2 separate regions of the Mus musculus genome follow, and region 2 is linked to region 1. A link is a contact called in public Hi-C data. All regions are on one chromosome and are shown on one strand. The core of a region is the stretch at or near the end of the contact, and the rest is flanking DNA. Distances in the headings are between cores, read along the strand shown. Region 1 overlaps Clmn (calmin). Region 2 overlaps Syne3 (spectrin repeat containing, nuclear envelope family member 3).

Region 1 (3,236 bases), core at 207-2,706:
GCCTTTGCCCCCTGAGCCAGCCCAGTCTCTGCACTCTTTAAAACACATTTGCTCCAAGCTTCTTTGGTTTGGAATACCTTCATTTTCATAAACAGAACACATCTATGATAAAGAGGACCTTGAATGTAAACTTCAAATCCTCTAAGAGCCTCGGGTACGGAACCCAGAACACGTGTTTAAGTTGTGTGTACTGTGAAGGCATGTGTGGAACATGTGTTTTCAGCACGCCATGTGCATATGCATTTCTGAGATGTATGTTATGATCTCCACATCACATAGGAAGAACCTGAGACTGGGACCTGCAAGGGAACTTAGTGCCCAGGCCCACACAGGGAAAAACTCCATTCAAAAGGTCTTGAACAGATTCCCAGTTGTTGGAGGGATTGGTGTCACCCAGAGGATCTTGGGCTTTTCCTGGCTGACAGTCAGTCTCTCTGTCTCTGTCTCTGTCTCTCCCTCTCTTTCTCTCTCCCTCTCTCCACTTCTCAGCTCTTAGTTTCATTAGGAGCAGCTGGGTGTCTTTTGAGACACATTCTTCTGTTTATTGCAGATTGGGGGGGGGGAGGTCCCAATCTCAGGGCCAAAGCTGTCCCCATGCTGGGAAGAGCTGTCTGCCCTTGGCCCCTGCAGAGGAGAAGGATTAGCAAGGCAAAGCCCAACTTGATTGAAAAATAACTTCCCTCCAGCCTGTTCTCTGGCCTCATTTCTCCTCCTTCAAGCCCTAGGCAACGATGGCCATGAGACCTAAGACCTGTGGACTCAGGGTGGTCCTTCTTTCTCCGAGAGACCGGAAATTACCGAAGGAACTCCAGGGGTGCTGAGCAGGCCATCTGACGTGGCAGCGGCCACTAATTAATGTTTTTTAAAGTTTAACAAGCAAATCAGGCAGGTGTGAGAAAGGGGTCAAAAGAGCGGGCATTCTGGAACAGGGTGGCCCAGCTGCCACCCCTGGCTGGCTCTGTGATGGTTGGCAGGTTGCTTCCCCTCTGGGTCCTGGCAGTGCTAATGATAGCCCCGGAACATCAGGGAATAGTCAGAGGGACAGAGAATGAGAGCTGGTGCCTGCAAATGGCTCAGAATAGGCACACAGCTGAATATGGAGAGTGACTGGCCCAGCCCTGGGCCTAGCCATTGCCTGTGTAGCCACCATCCAACCAAAGGCCATCCCTTCAACCTATCTGGGTGGTGAAGAAGTGGGTATTTCTTGAAGAGAAGCTGGGCCTCCACCCTGGCTAATCTTAGTCACATCCAATGACAAGTTCTTGCTTTGGGTGGCTGATCACACATAGGGCGACTGGCCATTCCAGAAAGATCAACTATATGCACAAGGATGGAGGCTTTGTGTCATAGTCTTGGTGGGTCTGGAGTGACAGTCAGTCTGTCAAGCAAGCCTTAGAGGCAATGCCCTGATAACCTCCAGTGACCCTTCCCTGCTCCCTACTCTGCTGTCACATGTCGATGGCAGAAGTACAGTATACCTGCCTCATAGGAAGAGACAAGGCAGACCTCTGTTGGGCTCCTCCCTGTGTCTGTTCCATGACGTCACTTTGGCTCGATGGAACTTTCTCCCTTCCCTGTGAGGAATCAGGGCAGTGAGGTGGAACTTTCAGTCCTTCTAAAAGCATTTGTTAGCTGAGGCTGATGCCAGGAACCTCTCTGTCGGGTCAGAAATGAGGGTGGTGTGTGGAGATTGCTCTGAACCAGGACAATCTGGTTAACTCTAGCCCAATCCCGGACACAAACTTCCCCAGGGAGCACACCTACAGAAACCACAACCACTAGGATCGGAGAGAAGAAAGGAGCTAAGGATGGGACTCTCCGCTGCCCTGAGTGACAGATGGGACCTAGTGGGTGCCTGGGTACCACATCTGAAAAATGAAAGCCACAATGCTCACTTCTTCAGGCTGGGACCTACCCAAGACTCACCACTAGGGAGCAAGAGTACACACAATTTAACTCCATGGCCTGGGCACCCTGCATAATCCTTGTGACATCTACAGGCTGAGGTCAGCTTGGAGGTGACAATTCTCCCTACGGAAATGTCATGTCATGTATTTCACCCACCACCATGACAAGGATGGACAGGATGCTCACTGGCAGGTGGGAAACTGAGGGCAGTCTCACCTCGTCTCGTCCTGTTACATCCGAGAATGACCTGGCTGACAGTTAATACAGCTACCCAGGCCCAGGCATGTGCAAGACCCAAAGCCACACTATGAGACGAGCCTGGGACTCTGCATGGTGACATCATACGGTAGACTCAGTCTCATAAGAGGGCCTGAAAACCCCCTTCCCAGCACCACCGTCAGCTAAGCCTTGGGCAGGAGCTTTTGTGCCCATCCAGGTGATGGGTGACTGTCACAACTGTCCTCTCCTTCTCAGTGAAACACATGGGTACGCTGGACAGATCTAGCACGGTGACTCACGGTCGCCTGAAGACTGAGCAGTGCCCAGCACACACTAGGTAGCTATCACAGTAGGCGGAGACATGTTCATCAAAAACAAGTTTGCCTCCAGTGTCACAGATGCATCATGGGTAACTTCAGCATAGCGCACATTAGGGACTGGTTAAAGCACATTTCTGTCTGTAAGAAGCCTCTAGGAGATCCAGCTAACTCCTGACTCTGTTCTGTTAGGATGAGGTTCAGACTCAGTTTCAGGTGCATTTCCTGTTCAGACCAGTGGTGCTCCTGAAAGCCTGCTGCTCTGGCTTTAGGTATTCCTACACATTTCGTCGTTGCCCGTGAGCTTCGTTTCAGTGTTGATGCCTTTCCTCTTCCATTAATTCTCACCATGTAAATTTAAATCAGCTAGTAATACATTAAAAATAAAACATTGGGTGTGTTGAGAAAGCTGCACTTGGGGCTGGCTGCAGCTGAGTGAGGATTAACACACACACACACACACACACACACACACACGCGCGCGCACACAAGCACCCACGCACACACGCTACCTCAAACACCCACCAGCCCCCTTGGTGTTCACTGTGTACTATAAGCCACACGCGTCCATATCTTGAGATGAACAAATCTAGATACCGAAGCTTCAGATGGAAGGAACTGTGTGTGGAAACAGGGTCTTGAACAAGGTGGTTAAAGGGTTAAAGACAGAAAAGCCTGCAGGTGGCTTGAAGCCAATGTGACTAGTGACCTAAGATGGGGCACATGGTCACAGACAGATGTCAGATCATACAGGACACCTATGTAGAGAGGAGGCGAGGACACAGCCAACCG
Region 2 (2,977 bases), core at 244-2,743, 170 kb after region 1:
ACCTTCAGGGACCTACCACCAGAGTATAAGTGTCCTTTAGAAGTGCTTTCTAGGCTGGAGAGATGGCTCAGTGGTTAAGAACACTGTCTGCTCTTCCTAGAGGTCCTGAGTTCGATTCCCAGCAATCATGTGATGGCTCACAACCATGTATAATGAGATCTGGAACTGGGCGGTGGTGGTGCACACCTTTAATCCCAGCACTTGGGAGGCAGAGGCAGACAGATTTCTGAGTTCGAGGCCAGCCTGGTCTACAAAGTGAGTTCCAGGACAGCCAGGGCTATACAGAAAAACCCTGTCTCAAGAGAGAGAGAGAGAGAGAGAGAGAGAGAGAGAGAAAGAGAGAGATCTGGTTATCTGGTTGGTACCCTCTTCTGGCCCACATGCAGGCAGAACACTGTATACATAATAAATAAATAAATAGTGCTCACTAATGTCGCTTTCCAAAGTGGATCATTGTTGGGCCCCTGGAAGGGCCACCAGGTACAGGTACATGTGTACAGTACAGCGGTCACTATACATAAGACATTTTGGCATGTCTTTTTCTCCCAGGGAGTATATACGAAACTCTCATGAACCTCACTAAGGCTTATGACCCAGGGAAAGCTAACAAGCCTGACACAGGAATCCCTACTTTTAGTAACTGCTAGAAATGGCCCCGACTGCTCTGTAGATACCTTGAGCTCTCCTAGGCTTTCCTGATTCCTGGACAGTCATGCTCACTGTGTTCTGATTTCTCCGTCTAACTGGATGTGTGGGTTTATCATTTGCTTAACTACTGGTGAGCTCCAGGCCCCTCTGGTTGGCAAGTAGACAGAGCCCTTTGGAGCTAAGCCATTGTAGACTCCTAGGCACTGCTGGGTTTGGCCTTCAATATAGAACGGGCCATTTTCAGTGCCATTTTAATGAACAAAACAGCATTTGTGGTCACTCGGGCCAAACAGCCCGTTGTCAAAGATTAGACCTAAAGATTACAGCAGAGCTAAATCTGGGTGATGTGGGCTGCTGGGTGGAGCAGGACAGTGCCTGTGAGTCACAGCCTGGGTTTGCCTTGCACATGGGGTTCTCGAAGGCTGCTTCCCCCAGGACACTCCACACGGCTAGCTGATCAGAGCAGGAGAGCTCGGCCAGCATGCTTAACACAGCATCAGCCAATGGACATCACACCTCCAACTACAGAGTCCTTACTGTGACCTGAGGATAAACATTGGTAAAGTGCTTAACCCCGTGCCTTGCGGGCACATAGTGGGTGCTTTGTGTCTTAAATAATACACACCCCGAATGTCTGCCTGGCTGAAAGGGGAAAACAGAGGTGCGATAGAGCAGTCCAGCAAAAAGAGAACGCCAAATGAAAACAAGCAGCATCCATCCCGTGGAATATTCTGGGCCGTCTGCCGTGAGAAGTATGATGACTGACACTGGGGCCAGGGCTGAAGGAACAGCACAGGCTGCCGAACCGTGTGCTCCAACACTGGGAGCCAGCCAGCAGGCTTTCCTGGAAAGGGTCAGACAGGGAACACACTCTGTGACCACATGGTCTCTGTCACTGTTTCTCAAACCTCCCATGGGAGTGTGAGGGCAGCTGCAAGATGATCCCTGAAGGAGCTGTCTCTGTCCCAACAATATCTGATTGGCAAGAGCAGGTGACACCATTTGTCAGTCCTACTGTGCACATCCTAACTGTGTCAGAAAAACACGGAGATGGAAAGAAATATGGGAAACAGCGCAAAGGGATCCTCAGAGCACATTCAGGCTGGCAGTATGAGCCTGAGTGCCTGGCACTAGGGTCATCCTTGGCCACAAAAGAATACCAAGGCCAGTCTCGGCTATATGACACCTCTTCTCAAATAAGAATAATGGTAAATAAAGCTGGGCAGTGGTGGCGCACGCCTTTAATCCCAGCACTTGGAAGGCAGAGGCAGGTGGATTTTTGAGTTCAAGGCCAGCCTGGTCTACAGAGTGAGTTCCAGGACACCTGGAGCTATACAGAGAAACCCTGTCTCGAAAACAGAGATAGAGATAGAGATAGAGATAGATAGATAGAGAGAGAGAGAGAGAGAGAGAGAGAGAGAGAATAATAGTAAAAATAATTTGCTTAAAGTGATAGGAGCAAGGGGTACTTTGATTTAATTTTTAATTTAATTACGTGCAGAAGATCTGGGTGTTTCTGGCTCTGTGTATGTGAGTGCAAATTTTAACCAGAGACACCAGAAAAAAGCCTCGGGTGCCCTGGCGATGGTGATGAGCCTCTGACATGGGCGCTGGGAGTGGGAACTCAGTACTCAGTAAAGAGCACAGGGCTAAGCCACCTCCCCAGCCCCGTTTCTTATTTGTTAAACATTGGCAGTGGTGGTGGTGGCAGTGCCTGCCTTTAATCCCAGCTCTGGGGAGGCAGAGGCAGGAGGATTATCCTAGTCACAGGGGGAGTTTCAGGACAGGTAGGAAACCTTGTCTTGAAAAACAAAAGGAACAAACAAACAAAGAGAAAAAGAAAAGGAGGAGGAGGAGAGGAGAGGAGAGGAGAGGAGAGGAGAGGAGAGGAGAGGAGAGGAGAGGAGAGGAGAGGAGAGGAGAGGAGAGGAGTCAAGTATAATATTCACTATTCACTGTCCTGAACCTCAGATTGGCTTCCAAGTCCTCCGAGTGACAACTAAGTCTGGCTTCCTCATCTACTGGCTGTACAGCCTCAGGGTATTGACCTCTCTGCTCCTGCATTTCCTTATGTGTAAGGTGGGTGGCTTCATATTCAATCTGAGGAAAACATCTTCACCAGTTCTCGGGTCCTATAAAACAGCCCAAAGCACTTGGGTTTAACTGATTTAACAATGGGAGGGCCAGGTTGTGGGGGGATAAGGGAAAGACTGGAGAAGCACATGATGGGGATGGGGGAAGGACACACCAGGACACCTCCACTAGTTTCTCGGAGAATCCTCCAGAGCGTGTGAGCCTGAGTCTTTTAGCACGGAGTCCTCCAACAACC

Evidence for each region. Hi-C and Micro-C count contacts between places; a contact is called where the count stands out from the background.
Region 2: a contact with region 1 is called in a Hi-C map of muscle stem cells, with 1.8 times the contacts expected there. The contact joins two enhancer-like sites. A contact is called at or near these places in 3 of 484 Hi-C or Micro-C datasets (cerebral cortex, cortical neurons and muscle stem cells), 2 of 115 datasets of contacts at active chromatin or transcription factors (embryonic stem cells and pancreatic cancer cells) and 1 of 9 other capture datasets (pancreatic islet).

The regions. Positions count from the first base shown.
Region 1 is chr12:104,821,460-104,824,695 of GRCm38.p6, forward strand. All of the region lies in intron 1 of Clmn (calmin), which reads right to left. Among named protein-coding and RNA genes, the nearest start is that of Clmn, 42 kb to the right of the region's middle. Within about 2 kb of position 1,457, at least 11 of the 459 cell types and tissues checked have an H3K27ac peak or open chromatin away from gene starts, as enhancers often do. A contact at or near this core is called in muscle stem cells, where this site is marked.
Region 2 is chr12:104,991,503-104,994,479 of GRCm38.p6, forward strand. The region is part of intron 2 of Syne3 (spectrin repeat containing, nuclear envelope family member 3); the gene reads right to left. Among named protein-coding and RNA genes, the nearest start is that of Syne3, 5.7 kb to the right of the region's middle. Within about 2 kb of position 1,494, at least 97 of the 459 cell types and tissues checked have an H3K27ac peak or open chromatin away from gene starts, as enhancers often do. A contact at or near this core is called in muscle stem cells, where this site is marked.